Regions from separate parts of the Mus musculus genome. Here region 2 is linked to region 1. A link is a contact called in public promoter capture Hi-C data. All regions are on one chromosome and are shown on one strand. Each heading gives the region's core, a stretch centred on a gene start, on an enhancer-like site or on the middle of the called end of the contact. The rest is flanking DNA. Distances are from core to core; before and after follow the strand shown. Region 1 holds the start of Zfp169 (zinc finger protein 169). Region 2 has its middle 72 kb from the start of Gm36784.

Region 1 (6,487 bases), core at 2,548-5,047:
GAACCTACTACCACTACACGGATAAATGGATATAGTATTAAGCCAATCTGTAATGATTTCTTGGGTTACCCATAGTTAATGCATCTCTCTCCATCCTCATTTATGACACTTCCATTTTGCATAGATGATGATTAAACACAGAGACCCACAGCTGGCCAAGGTGTAGAAAACAAAAAACTGCAGACATCTCAGCCATAACAAAAACATATATACCACAAAACCCCAGCCAAGGCTCAGGTAGCAAAGAGGTTGTAAGAGCCAGAGGTGGTGGATTACTCCAAGGAAACAACATCTTCAGACCATATCTTAGTTAGGTTTCTATTCCTGCACAAACATCATAACCAAGAAGCAAGTTGGGGAGGAAAGGGTTTATTCAGCTCACACTTTGCACATTGCTGTTCATCTCCAAAGGAAGTCAGGACTGGAACTCAAGCAGGTCAGGAAGCAGGAGCTGATGCAGAGGCCATGGAGGGATGTTCCTTACTGGCTTGCTCAGCTCGCTTTCTTATAGAACCCAAGACTACCAGCCCAGAGATGGCACCACCCACAATGGGTCCCTTGATCATCAACCAAAAAAATGCCCCACAGCTGGATCTCATGGAGGCACTTCCCCAACTGAAGCTCCTTTCTCTGTGATAACTCCAGCTGTGTCAAGTTGACACACAAAACTGTCAAGTCAGTACAATTGACCCCTTGTCAACTTGACACACAAACACATCACTATTAAGCCTCAACCCTTAATTTCTTATTCATCCCCAAGATCTAAATAACATTAAAAGCCCCACAGTCTTTGCATATTAAAAGTTCAATCCCTTTAAAATATCCAATATCTTTTAAAATTCAAAGTCTTTTAAAATTCAAAGTCTCTTAACTGTGGGCTCCACTAAAATAACTACTTCAAGAAGGAAAAATATCAGGGCACAGTCACAATCAAAAGCAAAATCAAATTCCAACCATCCAATGTCTGGGATCCAACTCATGATGTTCTGGGCTCCTCCAAGGGCTTGGGTCACTTGTCCAGTTCTGCCCTTTGTAGCAGACTCCTTGTCTTCTAAGCTCCAGCTGCCTGTACTGCACTGCTGCTGCTGTTCTCAATGGTCATCTCATGGTACTGACATCTCCAAAACACTGCTATCTCCCACTGTAACTAGGCTTCACCAATAGCCTCTCATAGGCTCTCTTCATGGTGCCAAGCCTCAACTTCTTTGCATGACCCCTTCAGTCCTGGGCCATCAATTGCAACTGAGGCTGCACCTTCACCAATGGCCTTCTATGGTCTCTCACAGTGTAGAGCCTCAGCTGCTCTTCATGACCCCTTCATGCCTTCAAAACCTGAGTGACTCTTACACATTACAAAGTCCAGCCACAGCACAAGGTACAACCTTGGCTATCTCTCGAACACAGCCTCTGTGCTCTCAGAAAACACTTCCCAGAAGATTTCACCTCAGTGATGCTGGTCTCTTCTTATCACCACTAACTTCTTTTTCTCTTTCTTTTTTTTTTTAAGATTTATTTATTTATTTTATGTGTATGAGTACACACTGTAGCTGTACAGATAGTTGTGAGCCTTCATCTGGTTATTGGGAATTGAATTTAAGATTTCTGCTCACTCAGGTCAAGCCCACTCGATCTGGCCAAAGATTTATTTATTATTATAAATAAGTACACTGTAGCTGTCTTCAGACACACCAGAAGACGGTGTCAGATCTCATTGCGGGTGGTTGTAAGCCACCATGTGGTTGCTGGGATTTGAACTCAGAAGAGCAGTCAGTGCTCTTACCCCCTGAGCCATCTCAATTTCTTAGCTCCAGCTCACCAGCATCAATAGTCCCAGTAATGCAAAGTTTTCACTTTAGTAGTTCTGGTATCTTGTTATTTACAGCAGATTCTTCAGCCCCAGCTAACCAAAACCACAGAATCTTCACAATAAAAATAGCAGCGGCACTGATAAGAGTCTTTAGTCTTCCCTCTGAAATTTCACAAGCCAGGCCTCCATCTTGTGCACTGTTCTCAACATTATCTTCCAAGCTCCTATACAACATCCCACAGAGCTCTTAATACCGAATGGATCTTCTAGCCCAAAGTTCCAAAGTCCTTCCACAGTCCTCCCCAAAACATCATCAGGTTGTCACAAGAATACCCCATTCCTGGTACCAATGTGTCTTAGTCAGGGTTTGTATTCCTGCACAAATATGACCAATAAGCAAGTTGGAGAGGAAAGGGTTTATTCAGCTTACACTTTCCACATTGCTGTTCATCACCAAAGGAAGTCAGGACTGGAACTCAAGCAGATCAGGAAGCAGGAGCTGATGCAGAGGCCATGGAGGGATGTTTCTTACTGGCTTGCTTCCCCTGGCTTGCTCAACTTGCTCTCTTCTAGAACCCAAGACTACCAGCCCAGAGATGGCACCACCCACAATAGGCCCTCCCCCCTTGATCATCAACCAAAAAAATGCCCCACAGCTGGATCTCATGAAGGCACTTCCCAACTGAAGCGTCTTTCTCTGTGATAACTCCAGCCTGTGTCAAGTTGACACACAAAACCAGCCAGTACAGACAATAGGGCAACTGTACATACAAGCTCACTGCAGTTACAACACCATGCACAAGACCCGTGCAAGCCCAAACCAGAACAAATCTCAGCACAGAGACAAGAGTTCGGCACCAAATACCTAGTACCAAGCTACGGCAATTACTAGCTGCTGGGAGAGGAGGAGAAGGGTTTCTCTAAGAGTATATAGCCCGAGGTAAGCCAATAACAATCCAATGAAATATTCAAGAATATTGAATTCAGCATAAGTTAGTCTTAAAGGGTTTTGAAACAAAAAAGAAAGATAGGTCACAAAGATAGGTGGACTGGGGACAGAATTTTCAGTGGTGAATATAATCAAAATGAGTTGTATATATAGATCAGAGAACTAAAGAGAAAAGGAGAAACCAGGCTACACCGCCAGAAATTCAGGGAGCCAACAAGCCCTGGGTCATGGGGGAAATGTCTCTTCCCATTACATCACTCCAGGCTCTTGGAAGATCCCAGAGCTCAAGGGAGCCACACAAGGTCATTAGCCCACAATGTGTAAAAAGGCCACCCCCACTCCCCCCTACACACATATACACACAGGCACGCACGCGCACACACATACACACCACACACACAAGCCTTGTCACACACCAAGACTCCAAACTTCAAGACTAGCTCTAGTCTCTTGGTCTTTGCCGTTGCATTCAGCCAGGCAATTCTGTATGTTTTCCCCGCAAGGCAAGCGACCAAGCTGTATTTCCAAATTCATGATGAGTGCAGCTCCCCAAGACTTCTGTCCTCACCAATTCAGACATTTGTTCCTGTGGAGGATGGCTCTGATCCCTCACAAACCTCAACAGAGAGCGGGGGTGGAAAGGTGACATCTAGATGCCCCAGGTCCAATCTCCCTGACCTGGCACTAACACAGGGGACACACCTACAGCGTCATAGCCTGGGAAGCAGGCCAGACTGACCTGTAGCTTGTTTAGGACAAGATAGTGGACCCCTAACCCCGTTCTCACATGGCCCCCTCCCCATCCCAGGGTCTTCACCGAGACCCTCCTCCGGGATGGGCAGAGAAGCTGATTCCACTCCCAAAGACTCCACGCATCGAGGATGGAGCAGCGGCAGACACCTGAACCTTGTGGGTGGCCCACGCCAGCTCTCCGGACTCTTCCCCGCCTGGAGGGATCTGCAAGAGCCGAGGACGTCTGCACTTTCGCTCACCAGAACCGCAGTAGAATCGTCCACAGGCACAGGTGACGACTGCAGGATGCGGAAGTACACCGACCGGGGTGACGCGCGCGCACTTCACTACCCACGCAGCGCTAGAGATGGGGGAACTACAATACCCAGAATGCCGCGTACTGCAGGACACCCCATGCTGACTTGGCTGCAACCCGAAGCTTCAGACTATAGGAGGGGCTCCCTAGCACTGCCGGACTCTTTCATTGACTGCAAGACAACAGGGTAAGATCTTAGAGAAACAGAAAAAAAGCAGAAAAGCCAAACCGAAGTAATCTTTGCGTACTTCTAAGGAAGCTCATTAATCAATTCTTTTAAAAAAGATGTGCTATCTAGATGCCTTCCTCCTGCCAATTCAATCTTGGTTGGTTTTTTGTTTGTTTGTTTGTTTTGTTTTTTTTCTTTTTTACGTGCCTGTGAGTCGTGTGTTTTAAACTGCAGCATGTGTGGATACTGTGGGTGTTGTTTCTTGAAAATAATACTTTTTTTAAAAAATGATTACAAAAAGACAAGGGCAAACTAAGTTTGAAGATATTCATAGTGTAATGTTTTAAACTATTTTGCTCATACAAAAAAACACTTCTTGGTTGTAACAGAAAGACAAAAATCTTTGCGAAAAGACTAGGAATTTGAGCGGAACTCAATTTAATTGAATTTGAATTTTCAATTGTATTTCTAGTATTTGACGTGAGCAGTATTTTCAAATTATTTCCCATTTGCTTCTTAAAGTGAGGTGGCAAACAGCAGAAGTCAACAGGGACCAGATTCAGTCTTCCACATAAAACAAGCTTTAAAAGGACAACATGGACTAAGAAACCGATGGGGAAGCACTGCACACAGAAACAATGGAGGAATATCAGTGATGTGGACAATAAACGAAGTGAGCAGCGAACTCCCCTGGTGAGAAACCGTTCTGGCACAGAACAGAGAAGGGAGACCCGAGCAAGACCTGGAGGTCAACCTGAGACGAAGCCGGGGCCCTGGGGAAACCAAGGCAGCTTCAGTTCAAAGGACAGTACGAAGGACCAGAGAAATCCACAGAGGTTCAGTGGCTCCTTCCTCGGGCGTTCACCGAACACTGACAGCACGCGACACACAGCTGTGCCATCCCAGGGAAAAGTCCCGGGAAAAATGTCAGTGGGAATAAAGGGGGTGAGGAACAACACCTCTTCCTATGAGGCCATAAAGCCTTCAGAGTTGTACATAATACCTGGAAATGGTTTCATCTTGATAGGAAGACAAGATGGGGCCCCCGAGCCTTTCTTGTTTCACCTAGGAAAATGCAAAACTAAGCCTAGAAAAGATCAAATTGTTTACAAGTAACTTCATTTTATTTTTTTTTAAGTTTGAGCATACTTAGGATACACGCCACACTTGATAAGGCAAAAAACATGGAATGTCAAGTTTTCAATTAAAAGATGTCATGCCAGTAAAATGGGTCTATATTGTTCAGATAAAGAAAAAATAAAATCAGTAAGAATAATACTAGGAAATAAGGAGAGGCGCTGGAGAGGTGGCTACCGAGTGTTAAGAGCACTTGGGAATCTTGCAGAGGACCCAGGTTCAGTTCCCAGCATCTATAAGATGGCTCACAACTGCTTAGAATTCCACTTCCAAGGATCAGATGCCCTCTTCTGGTCTCTACAGACAACTGCATGCACACAGTGCACTTACCTGCAGGCAAAACACATTAATACTTATAAAAATAAATAAAAATGCATTAAATAAAAATACATTAAGTAAAAAGAAATATCATGTGGAGATGGTCTCAGTGGATAATGTGCATGCCATGGTGCTCAAGCATGAAGATTCGGGTTCGGATGCTCAACACCTTGCTTCAATTTTGTTGTTGTTGTTTTGCATTTTGAGATAGGGTCTCTCCAGAAACTGTCCAGAAACTCACTTTGTAGCCCCTGCTGGCCTCAAACTCACAAAGGTTCATCTGCCCCTACCTACCAAGTCCTGTGATTAAAGGCGTGTGCCACCATGCAATTTGTATGACTAGAGTGGCAGAAAAAGACACCTGACGTCAGCCTCTGACCTCCACACACATGCACATGTGCAAACACATACGTACCCACACCACACACACACACACACACACACACACACACACACCCGCATGCTCGAGTGTAAAAAGATAGAGAGAGATAAAGGGACTGGACCCAGAACAGACCTCAGCAGCTGGGACCCAGCTGAGGAGCCAACTCTGCTCATAAATCCGAAACACTTCCAAAAGCCATCACCTAAGATAAGCTAGGTTTGTAAGGTTTTTTTAAAATCCATCTCTTAAGACACTAAGAACTTTCTGTCTCAAAATTGCTATAATGCCCTTCAGTTCATTTTTTTTTTCTCACAAGAGTATGCACACTGGGTCAGGAAAAAAAAAATGAAGACATGATGTCTACTGCTCTAGAGGAGGTGAGACCTGGGAGAACGGAGTCAATAAATGAAGCCGACTAGAAAGTCTTATGCAATAGCCAACTTCATTCAGAGCATCAGCCAGTTTATACTGAGAGTTAAGAAAACTCAAAGTCCTCATGAGTTCAAGCTGTTAACAACCACAAGGAGAAGCCAGGTGTAGGACAAACGTGTTTTTTCACAGAAGTGAAACATTTAATTGACTAACACCAGCAAGCAATAACAAGTAATGATGAGTCACCTGAAGAAAGCGCTCTGCTATTTGCTCCACCTGGGAGGAACAAGAAACTGCATTCAAAA
Region 2 (5,963 bases), core at 2,780-5,279, 270 kb after region 1:
AATTCAGCTACCACCCAGACCAAGATCCAGAGCTCTGAGTTGGTTCACCCTAACATCTACCTCATTTATAATCTGCTGGAGCCTGTGAGAGGGCTAGGCTGCTCCTGCAGATCCAAAGCTACAGAATACCTACAGTAGAGGGCAACAAGAGGATATCTGAAAGGAGTCCCGGTGAGGCTCCAGTATTGATGGTGTAGCAGGAACCAGAGATCCCCAAACCAGACCAGTGACTCACTGCAATGAATATTTGCAAGTGAAGGTGTATGGACTGAAGGTATACTGTGTAACACACTGTGACACACCACAGCTTCCCCTACAAGATGTTTTTTATGTTTTGCTTTGCTTATTTTTATGGTTGTTATTGTTGTTTATTTTCTTGTTGGGGAGGTTGCAATGGCAGAGGGCAAATATGAAGGGATGGGGAAGTGAGTGGGATTGGAGTTATAGATGTAAAACTCACAAAGAATCAATAAAATGTTTTTTTAAAGAAGGTATGTACTACACCTGGCTATCATTGTGATATTCTTTATTATTATTATTATTATTATTATTATTATTAATTTTATGTCTGAATGTTCTGTTGCATGTACACCTGCAGGTCAGAAGAGGGTATCAGATCCATTTATAGTTGGTTGTGAGCACCATATGGGTGCTGGGAATTGAACTCAAGACCTTTGGAAGAGCAGCCAGTATTCTTAACTGGTTTTAATCCCAGCACCCAGGAGGCAGAGGCAGGCAGATATCTCAGTTCGAGGCCAGCCTGGTCTAATGAGTGAGTTCTAAGACAGCCAGGGCTATGTAGAAAAACTCTATAAACTAAGACAAGAAAAAAAGAAAAAAAAACCAATAAATTTATGTTGTACATATTTTTGTCACAATTGAAAAAAATAAAGGAAGGGAATGACGTTAGGTAAGTTTAGGTGACTAGTGGTGAACCGGTTTCAGTACAAGGTGATTTACCTAGCCCTTCACAAGAGGAAAAGCCCGTTTCTGAGTGGAGAGCCTTTATGGACAACATAGGCTCTGAGCAGTCAGCTGCAGCTGGTTGACAAAAGCATCCTGTAGGCTCATCGAGTCACAGGCCATGACCAGAGTGCTTGCCCACCTTTCTGTTCTCTTGTGTCTTGGGGAGCCGGGAGAGGTCTCTGTGATTACAAGCACCCACTGCAGTTTGCACCTTGTCTCCAGTTTAGAGAGGCTTTCTCATCACAGTCAACCACTACACCCAGAAAGGGCACATCATCTCTGCCCACCTAGTCTGTCACTGAGAATAGTAACAAGGTCTCATCTGAGTCCCTGCTGATTGAACGAGAGAGAGAAAGGAAATGTTACATACACTTAGAGTCTTTTTGGCTATTCAGACTCATTGGGAAACAATGAGGAAGGGTGCATTTCCATTGGCCAAGCTGCCAGATCTATGTTGTCATCAACTTTGCTCGGAGAAGTTGGTGGCTGCAACGGGGAGGGGTTAACTCATGACTGTTAAGGGCTGAGAATAACTGACAGTGAGTGCTTAACTGCAGTGAGCTATCTGTAGCAGCCACCTCCCCAGGGAACATTGAGGAAGAGGGGGTGGAGAGGATGCAAGATCTGGAGGATGGGGAGGGGCGAGTGACACAGCTGTGGTTCACGTGATCTCAAAGCAGTAAGGGTTACCCCCTCAAGATGTAAGATCAACCAGAAACAAATTTCAGCATGGTGTGGGAGGGGTCCCCAAGGCTCCCTCCCTCCATAAGGAGCTGATGGCAGTTGATGGTCACTGAAGAAGGAGACTCTCTCTAAGGACGTGGCCACTGGTAGGTTCCCATGCCCCTGTGTGCGACCAGGTGCCCATGAGCGTATGGATGGCACAAATCATTCAGTGATTTAAAAATAATACCAATAACAATTACAATTATAATAATAAATAGTTATGGACACAAAGAAGGAAGTTGGAGGGGGAAGGTTTAGTTAGGGTGGTTACGATCCAGCTTCACTCTATATGTGTGTGAAATACTCAATGAATAAATAAAAATGTATGTTTTTACAAAGAAAAGCATAAATAGGCTGGGAATGTAAGTTGTTTGGTAGAGTTCTTGCCTAACATGCATGGAGCTATGGGTTCTGTCCCCCGCACACAGTAAATCAGGCATGGCTGTAATCTGAATGCTCAGCAGGTGGAGGCAGGAGAGTCATATGTTCAAAGTCATTCTGACTCTGAGGGACTCAGCTACGTAAGACCCTGTGAGGGTGAGAAAGATGATGATGAGGTGGTAGAGGAGGAGGAAGGAGGACGAAGAAGAAGAAGGGGGAAGAAGAGGAGGAAGGAGGAGGAAGGAAGAGGAAGAAGGGAAGAGGAAGAAGGGAAGAGGAGGAAGAGAAGGAAGGAAGAAGGAGGAGGAGGGAGGAGAGGGAGGAAGAAGAGGAAGGGGGAAGAAGAAGAGGAAGAGGAGGAGGAAGGAAAAGGAGGAAGGTAAGAGGAGGAAGAGGAGGAAGAGGAGGAGGAAGCGGAGGAAGGAGGAGGAAGAGAAGGAAGGAGGAAGAAGGAGGAGGGAGGAGAGGGAGGAGGAAGAGAGGAGGAGGAGGAGGAGGAGAAGGAGGAGGAGGAGGAGGAGGAGAAGGAGGAGAAGGAGAAGGAGAAGGAGAAGGAGAAAAAGAAGGAGAAGGAGAAGGAGAAGGAGAAGGAGAAGGAGAAGGAGAAGGAGAAGGAGAAGGAGAAGGAGAAGGAGAAGGAGAAGAAGAAGAAGAAGAAGAAGAAGAAGAAGAAGAAGAAGAAGAAGAAGAAGAAGAAGAAGAAGAAGAAGAAGAAGAAGAAGAAGAAGAAGAAAGAAAAAGGGTTTTTTTTTGGTCCAAGTTTCCAGAAGCAAATTCCTGCTGTCAGAGGAATTTCCCAGGAATTTCCCAAGTTTTATGTATCCACCCCTCAGATGTCTGAGGGTTCCTCTTGGAGGCAAAGTGCCCCATGGGGTCTTCCGGGTGTATCACTGGGACCCCTGAACCTCTCACATGCCACCCCTGTGAGCTAGCCTTGCAGGTGCTGGGGCCCACTGCCTGTCCTGCAGTGGCTACAGAGCCAACTGCAGACTACATTCGAGCTGTGGTTGGGAGTTGAGTTTCTTTTGGCAAACTCTAGAGACTGACAAAAATATTCACGTCAAAACATTTCTACTGCAAAATTCATGAAAGCATTTGAATTTGGCCTGGGCATTTTTCCCCCTTCTCCCTCTCCCAGCCCCCTCCCTGTCCTGGTTTAGGGGTGGGAGCAGAGATAGAGTCCAGATGGTGATGGGAATTAGTCCTTGCTCGGCTCCCTCCCACCCCTCTGGCCAGAGACTGGGAATCAATGGCTGTTGTGTGCCACAAGGCACAACGGCCCTGGGCCAGCTCAAGTCTGGGTGAGCCCCGGGAAGTGTCCCCTGCCTGGAGTCTGCCCCCTAACCCCAGGGTCCGGGGTAATTGTCTACAGAGGCAGCCCGGGGCTGAGCTGGCCATAATGATTTAGGCAGGATCGATTTCACTTCAAGCCTTTTCTACTCCGAAGAGGCCTAATCGAAAGTAATCTGAAAATTAGGGAAAATAAAAACCATGCCCGCAGCTACATAAATACCCATTTCCTCACATCGGCTGCTCGAAATCACCTCATTCCAGTGCCACGTGATGTTTTCCTGATGGGCAAGGCCAGGCCCTGGGGGGGCGGGGGCGTTTGATCTGCCGCCTGCCTTGCCTGACAGCCACCAGCACCCAGGCAGAGGTGGGACGAGGGGGTGGGGGCAGGGATCTGAGGCAGGCCTTGGCACTGACTGGCCTGAACAAATATCCCTGTGGAGGCCAGGGCTCCTGGTAGATCTCAGCCTGCAGCCTGGGGTAGAAAGAAAGGGCACAGGCTACCTTTTAAGAGGCCTCAAGTGAGTGTCCCCATCAACCCTCTCATTTCTCCCAGGACCCAAAGAACCTGCAAGATGGCCCCAGGCAACATGGCTACTCACACCTCTCTTGACTTCATTGGTTTGGCTCACAGATCCTTCCAGCTTAGTGGCACCCTAGGACCTTTGTACCCCAGGACCTTTTCATGTTCTCTAGTCACTTCTGTCTGCTGAAAGGTCCATCTGCAAGTCTGAGCCTGCTCCCCACCTGGTGTCAGATAACTAGCGAGTCCTTTCTGAAGCTCCCTTCTCCATGCAGCTCCCATGCTGCCTCCCTGGAACTGGTGTGTCCCAGTTGCTTTCTCTCAAGTCTCCCATGAGCTCCAGGAAACAGAAGCCTTATGCAGCCTGGCCACCAGGATGGGTACACAGTGAGCAGTCGTGGAAGAATGAAGTCATGTGAATGTAATGTGCAGTTGTTGTCAAAGGATAAGGTCTTCTGGACCTCCAGGAGTCACGGGGGCCAAATACTACCCGCGCTATATGCCTGCTTCCTCAAAAGAACCTCAGGATAGCAGCGTCCAATTCATACACAAGCAGGGTTCAAGGCACAGGCCAGGATGAAGCCCAGGCCAGACCCTGGGAAAGGTCACAGTATTCTTGTTATTTGTGTTGGTGAGAAGGACATTTGGCTGCAACTTTTGACATGTCTTCCATCAAGAAGTAGGGAAGTGGGGTCCACATGCCTCCGCTGGAATATGTCCGGGTTTGTGAAGTCTGATCAACAAGAATTTGGGGTAGTGATTCCAGGACAGCCTTTCTGGCTGCAACACTACTAACCTTGTCTAGGCTCTCTGGAAGTTCTCCCACAGAGCCTGGAACTTCCTCATAAGAACCTCGACCTAAAGAAGGTCACCCATGCTACCACAGAGCCCAAGTCATACGGAGTCATCCCACCCCAGCCAGATGTGTGAGCAAAGAAGCCTCTAGATGATCCAGCTGTTTTCATTGTCCAAGGAAGTTCCTAACTACAGTATGCAGAGCCCCTTTCTGGGTTGATTCATTGACTTGCCACAAAGACATGGGGAGAAATAGATTCTGAGGTGACCATGGTCCCCAAGGGACTTGAAGAAACGGAGTGCAGAATGGGAGGAGCCCCACACGCCCATTGGCAAGATCTGGGGCTTAGCTCACTAAGGTTGCTAAACAAAATGCCAGAGGCTGGACCAGTTATTAAGATCAGAGATTGGTTTCTCATGGTTCTGGAGGCTGGGAGGTAAGGATGAAGGCACCAGCAACACCTGAGCCTGCAAGGGTTGGTCTCTGCTCCCAAGGCTTCATCCTCCAGAGGTGGAAACACTGGAGTCTCAAATGTCAGGAGACAGACAAGTCAGTGAGCTGAGTCCGTAAGAAGAGCATCAATCCCATCAGAAAGGAGGGAGTTCTCAAATAATCATCTCTTCTTTATCTCTCTCAGTCACTCTTTGTGTGTGGGGTGTGCATGATCATGTGTATACTCATGTGTGTGGAGGCATGATCATGTGTGGGTTCATGTGTGTGGAGGCATGATCATGTGTGGGTTCTTCTGTGTGTGTGTGTGTGTGTGTGTGTGTGTGTGTGTGTGTGTGTGTAGGTATGTGGAGTCCAGAGGTTGTCATTGGATACCTTACTCAATTGCCCCCCACCTTACATATTAAGGCAGGGTCTCTCACTTGAACCCAGAGCTTGAGAATTTGGCGAACTTAGCCTAGTCGCTTCTGAGCTCTCCCGTCTCTTCCTCCTGAGTGCTGGGCTTGCAGGTGGGCTGCTACATCCACCCAGCACTTAAGCGGCTGCCTGGGACCCAAACTACAGTCCTCTCTCACACTGCTGCTGGGGCCAGTGCTGCTCAGCCCCAGATCTATGCTGCGCTCCAGCTTGGCCTTTGAGGGATGCTCCAGTTGAGCCTGACAAGAGGCAGGAAGGTTAGAAAGCAAGAAGGCCCCCTCCAGATTCGATGTGAGCCACAACCCTGAAAGCCAGACCACTGTAAGGCTTCCACGTCCACCAAAAGTCAGAGCTGGTGATGTCCTGTGAGCTCAGGGCGCCAGAACACACAGGCTTGGGGGAAGTGGGCAGGGC

The links. Promoter capture Hi-C pulls out the DNA fragments that hold promoters and counts their contacts.
Region 2: a contact with region 1 is called in a promoter capture Hi-C map of liver, with 1.9 times the contacts expected there. The contact joins the enhancer-like site here to the promoter of Zfp169 in region 1. A contact is called at or near these places in 6 of 39 promoter capture datasets (the C10 cell line, embryonic stem cells, epiblast stem cells and 3 more), 1 of 15 datasets of contacts at CTCF or cohesin (the NIH/3T3 cell line), 28 of 484 Hi-C or Micro-C datasets (the AML12 cell line, B cells, the BV-2 cell line and 20 more), 1 of 115 datasets of contacts at active chromatin or transcription factors (the 230-238 cell line) and 3 of 9 other capture datasets (embryonic stem cells, embryonic trunk and pancreatic islet).

Annotation. Positions count from the first base shown.
Region 1 is chr13:48,509,639-48,516,125 of GRCm38.p6, forward strand. It overlaps Zfp169 (zinc finger protein 169), which reads right to left and starts at 3,798. Exons shown (of 5, transcript NM_026450.3): 1 at 3,657-3,798. A830005F24Rik (RIKEN cDNA A830005F24 gene) reads left to right here and starts at 3,932. Exons shown (of 2, transcript NR_165458.1): 1 at 3,932-3,991; 2 at 4,496-5,201.
Region 2 is chr13:48,776,797-48,782,759 of GRCm38.p6, forward strand. No RefSeq gene overlaps it. Among named protein-coding and RNA genes, the nearest start is that of Gm36784, 72 kb to the left of the region's middle. RefSeq lists an enhancer at 2,828-4,506. Within about 2 kb of position 4,030, at least 28 of the 459 cell types and tissues checked have an H3K27ac peak or open chromatin away from gene starts, as enhancers often do. A contact at or near this core is called in liver, where this site is marked.